Linked DNA regions of Ovis aries: region 2 is linked to region 1. A link is a contact called in public Hi-C data. All regions are on one chromosome and are shown on one strand. The core of a region is the stretch at or near the end of the contact, and the rest is flanking DNA. Distances in the headings are between cores, read along the strand shown. Region 1 overlaps PLD1 (phospholipase D1). Region 2 overlaps PLD1 (phospholipase D1).

Region 1 (2,700 bases), core at 163-2,662:
TCTGACCCTGGGAGTGGATGGGGGAGGGTGGAGGGCGAATATTAGATCTGAGGGAGTTACAGGGCTTTTCATGCCTGATTTTGTTGAGCTAATATGCTAATGACTTATGTTTCACAGGTTTTGAGTAACATGGATTTTACCATAAATACATGTAAATCTACTTGGCAACAAAAGAATCAAGTGTTATTAAAGTACGTGGTTAGTATTGCAAATTTTCCTTGGGAATATTTGGTCCCATCTTTATGGCTCAGAAGAAACACTGAATTTGGTAATCTTGACCATTGTGTTAAACAGGTCTTCTAAAAATAAGGTAGAAATCATGGAAACAAGAATTAAAACTGCTCTTGGTGTTGAAATCTTGGGAAAAATTTTGTATACCATGAGCACTTTATGTTAAAAAGCAGAGCATGGAGTTTTAATTCTTTCTTAAGAAGCAATATGTTGGAACATTATTTTTTAAAATAAATGTCTTAAGGAAACTATCAATTGTTTTTTAGAATGAAAAATAAATTTATTATTTTAAAACCATAGTAAGTTATATTAAGCTCTAGTTTAAACTGTAAACAATTATAAAACTACCAAAAAAACTTTTTTATTTTATAAAATAACCTAACTGTAGATGGTAGAATTGAATTACAAGTAATTTTCAGATTTATAGACACCATGTCAGACTCAGAAGTTAGGTAGTTCTTTGATAAGTTTTTCCCCTGAACTTTAACTTTTAGACTTCAGTGATTAATGAGGTTTTTTCCTTATTTAATGTATTTTAAGAGACTTCCCTGGTGGCAGTAGTAAAGAATCTGCCTGCCAATGAAGGAGGTGCAGTTTCAGTCCCTAGGTCAGGAAGATCCTTTGGAGTATGAAATCACAATCCACTTCAGTATTCTTGCCTGGAGAATCCCATGGACAGAGGAGCCTGGTGGGCTACAATCCATGGGGTTGCAAAAAAGAGTCAGACTTGACTTGGTGACTAAACAATAACAACAGTATATTTCAAAAATGTAGGAATAGTGATAGTACGTAACTTTGATTCTCAGAAACAATAATTTAATATGGTCCCTCTTAGGCACCGTGAAATTATAGGGCTATATGTTCCAACACCACCACCACCAACTTGGGCAATAATATAAAACTCATTTCATGGCCCTAGTTGAGGGCAGACTGTATTCCTCTTGTTTAAAATGAATGAGTCACTTTAAGTCTCTCTCTGAAGGGAGAGAAAGGAGTGAGAATGCTCTTTGTTTAAGTTGGTGTGTTACAGCTTTCTTGGGCAGCAAGTACAAAAACGAAGCCCAAAGTCTTAACTCATTCTGTACATGGATTTTATTTCTCATAGTAGCCCAGTGTCTATTTAACATATGGGAGTGGTTTCAAGTTCATTACTAAAGCTTATAGGCTAAAGTGCTTTGTGGGCTTGGCTACGACTTAAGTTGCCTTTGGGGAGTCAGCCAAAAACGGGGCTTGCTTTCCTGTGTCTGTGGATTCTCCGGGTGGTCAGTTTCTTTTCCCTTCTCAGCTGTCAGCTGCTCTGGAGATTAGTTTCATAGTAAGGATTCTTTCTTTAAAGCAATATGAAGCGACTACTTTCACGGGGGCACCAGGTTAGTAAATAACATTTTGGACTTTATGCTTCATGTGTCAGACTTTCTTTCTGTTCTCAGGGGGCAATGACATGACAGTCGGCATGGCATTTTGTGCTGTTGCTGTGTTTTTTAAGAAAATAATGTTCATTGATCCTATGGAGGTCTGAGGTTTATAGTCTTCCTTATCATATCTGCATTGTTGGACAATATTAAATGCAGGAGGAAGCCATGAAATAATGACTGGTTTGTGTTAGATGTGCAGTCTAGAAATCTGTGCTTGTTTGTATGCATTTTCAGTTCCTTTTTCAGAATTCCTTTCATTATATCTTCTCATGATGTCTTCTAGGAGTAGCTATGATTTTATACATGGTTTATTTTACTTTTTGGAGCACAAGGCAACAGTGTGCTGTGTCCCAGCCAGCATGCAAGCTTGTCTGATGTATGGTTTTCTCTAGGGCCTACTACTTACAGTTAAAGGAACCAGAATGTCATTTTAATTTTCTTTTTGAAAAGCCTGGCATTTTTCTAGAATGCCTCGGAAAATACCTGTGTAACAGTTGACGTGGACAGACTGCACAGGTGGATCAAGCTGAACAGAATCCCTTCCTTAGTCATCACTGTTTTTCTTCTTAAGTAAGTCCTCAGGATTGAAGATTACTCTAGGAGTAAATATGACAGTCAAAACGGAGTGTGCCTTGTAAGGCATGAAATTATCGCTCATAGTATTAAAATGAAATTAAGTCAATAAAGTGAAGTATCAAGAGAATATCTTCCTTAATTTCATTAACTTAGACATCTCGAGAGCAATTTTACCTTTGTTCACTTGTCACCAAAGCAATCTGGTATTAAATAGTTTCACAAGAGTAGTTCGATTTGATGATATTTTCAATTTTGTATATGAAGTACTTATGAAGTATAAGTGTTCTTATGAAGTATACTGGCTTTTATGTAACTTTAGGTATGGTTTAGTTCAAGGTAAGCACTAGTGTTTTAAAATACGTGAATATACTTATATTATTACCATTTTAATCTCCTCTCTCTTTGCCCTGTTGGGAAATACAGTGTTTCAGAAAGGGTCTGTTCTCTCTTGTTCTCTTCTGTCTAAAAATATAAACCT
Region 2 (2,700 bases), core at 113-2,612, 150 kb after region 1:
CAAACGTCCATCAACAGTAGAATGAGTAAATAGGTTTGTGGGTGCTCATTTAAGGAAAATAATGCATTACGATATGTATAAGATAAATCCCAAAGATATGATGTTGAATGAAAGAAGCCAGTCTCCAAAGATTATCTACTATATGGTTCTATTTACACAAATTAAAAATAAGCCCAAAGTAAACTGGTTTGTTCAGGAAAACATCATCCTAGCATGATGAACACAAAATTCTATATAAAGTTTCTCTCCTGGGAGGGGAAGGACTTCCACAGGAAGATAGCTGAGTTCTTCTAGAATGTGGTAATGTTCTGTTTTTCAGCTTGGGTAATAAATTCGATGATTTTCTAAAGTCATTACCTAAGTTGTACTTATAAGTTTTCATATACTCTTTTCTATTTTGCTATATTTCACAGTATTTAAAAAGTTCCTAATAACAGGCTTAGAAAAGGTCATTTTCCAAAAATTAAGTGGTTTTAAATTATCAAGACAATGTCCTAATAAACCAAGGGACTGCAGTCACCATAAAAATACAGAGTACATTTGTTGAAAACAATTCAAATTCTAAGGACTCACATAGAGTAAAAGGTCAAAATTCCCCTTAGTGTCTCCTTCCCTTTGCCAGAAAGCACTCACCACCCTTAACTCTTGAGTGTGTATCTTCCTAGAGTCCTTGCCCATTCTTCTCCCTCATATTTTCTGTAGAAATGGGTTAATACTATAGCCTGCTGTTCTGAATTTGATTTTCAGAATATGGGAATGTTTAACAACAAAAAGGGAAATAATATTTGCCTCCATCAATATCTCATTTTTAGTATCTCATTTATTAAATTCATCTGAAGTTTTCTCTTCCCCTTCTCCACATTCCTAATAAGTAGAGGCCAACTCCGTTATCCTGGCTTCCCTGATGGCTCAGTGGGTAAAGAATCTGCCTACAGGGCAGGAAACAGGAGACGCAGTTTCCGTCTCTCAGTGTGGAAGATCCCCTGGAGGATTCCAGTATTCCTGCCTAGGAAATTTCATGGTCAGAGGAGCCTGGTGGGCTACAGCCCAAAGGGTCGCAAAGAGTCGAACATGACTGAGCATGAGCGCAAGAGAAGCACAGCTCACTTATCCAGTGCGGTCGAGAGTGCCCTGGGAAACTGCTGACAGACCCTGGAAGTACAAGAAAACACACCCTCTAAGAATTCTAGTTCAGAATGCCAGCAATGCATTCCTCTGCTGGCGAGTGTGGGGCCCACAGTGCTGAGAGGGAGTCTAGGGGGACCGGTGTGAAAATGTGTGTGTGTGTGTGTGTGTGTGTGTGTGTGTGTGTGTGTGCGCGCGCGTGTGTGCGCGTGCGCGCGCGCCTGCTTCTCTGTGTAGAAGGCTTTCCAGAGGGCTCATTTGCTCAGGCTGCCAGACAGTGAAGAGCAATGTCTTCCCAATTCAGCAGCCCCGGCCCGACAGCGGCCTCTGCTGGGGACATGTGGTAGTGACGCCCCAGCACTGCTCGATCAGATGTCTGCCTCTTTGAGACCCCATGGACTGTATAGGTGGAGAAGGAGCTGGCACCCTGCTCCAGTACTCTTGCCTGGAAAATCCCATGGATGGAGGAGCCTGGTAGGCTGCAGTCCACAGGGTTGCTAAGAGTCGGACACGACTGAGTGACTTCACTTTCACTTTCAGGCATTGGAGAAGGAAATGGCAACCACTCCAGTGTTCTTGCCTGGAGAATCCTAGAGACGGAGGAGCCTGGTGGGCTGCCGTCTATGGGGTTGCACAGAGTCGGACACGACTGAAGCGACTTAGCAGCAGCAGCAGCAGCAGCAGGACTGTAAAGCCCGCCAGGCTCTTCTTCCATGAAATTTTCCAGACAAAAATAGTGGAGTGGGTTGCCATTTCCTACTCCAGGGGCTCTTCCCAACCCAGGGATCGAACCAGTGTCTCCTGCTTGGCAGGCGGATACTTTACCACTGAGCCACCTGGTAAGCCCCTAAGCAGCACTTGGGGGACCTTACTCCTCACCCCTGACAGTTCACACACCTGGGTAAGGGGCAGTTCACGCAGAGAGGAGGCTTCTTTGCTACATACGCTGCTGCTGCTAAGTCGCTTCAGTCGTGTCGGACTCTGTGCGACCCCACAGACAGCAGCCCACCAGGCTCCGCTGTCCCTGGGATTCTCCAGGCAAGAACACTGGAGTGCGTTGCCAGTTCCTTCTCCAATGCGTGAAAGTGAAGTTGCTCAGTCATGTCCGACTGTTTGCAACCCTTTGGACTGCAGCCTACCAGGCTCCTCCGTTCATGGGAGTTTCCAGGCAAGAGAACTGGAGTGGGTTGCGAGGAGCCTGGCGAGCTACAGTCCATGGGGTCACAAAGTCACAACTGAAGTGGCTTTAGCAAGCATCCACGCATGCAATATTGTGGCAAATGGCAGTGAAGTCTCTTTAGGAGGAGCTGGCTTCCTCTCATGTCTAGCATCCTGCCATTTGGGCTAATACTTTCCACCCTGATGGCCCCATCACAGAGGGTAGCCCTGAGCTCCTTTCAACCTGACCCTTCTGCTCTGAGCCTGCAGAAGCAGTGGAGCGTGGGGCTAGAGCAAGAGGAGCAAGAAAGAAAAAGAGAATCAGCCAGGCCCTTCTGTAGTTTGTAGAATACCTCAAGGATTCAAAAGTGTGGATCCATGATGGTTAATGCAGAAAAAGTAACAATATATGACAGA

What was found. A called contact is a pair of places that touch in the nucleus more often than the background predicts.
Region 2: a Hi-C map of liver shows a contact between it and region 1, with 7 times the contacts expected there. The contact joins two enhancer-like sites. A contact is called at or near these places in 11 of 16 Hi-C or Micro-C datasets (blood, hypothalamus, liver and 6 more).

The regions. Positions count from the first base shown.
Region 1 is chr1:216,432,524-216,435,223 of ARS-UI_Ramb_v3.0, forward strand. The region is part of intron 1 of PLD1 (phospholipase D1); the gene reads left to right. Among named protein-coding and RNA genes, the nearest start is that of PLD1, 65 kb to the left of the region's middle. Within about 2 kb of position 1,413, at least 14 of the 54 cell types and tissues checked have an H3K27ac peak or open chromatin away from gene starts, as enhancers often do. A contact at or near this core is called in liver, where this site is marked.
Region 2 is chr1:216,582,864-216,585,563 of ARS-UI_Ramb_v3.0, forward strand. The region is part of intron 23 of PLD1 (phospholipase D1); the gene reads left to right. Among named protein-coding and RNA genes, the nearest start is that of TRNAC-ACA, 38 kb to the right of the region's middle. Within about 2 kb of position 1,363, at least 28 of the 54 cell types and tissues checked have an H3K27ac peak or open chromatin away from gene starts, as enhancers often do. A contact at or near this core is called in liver, where this site is marked.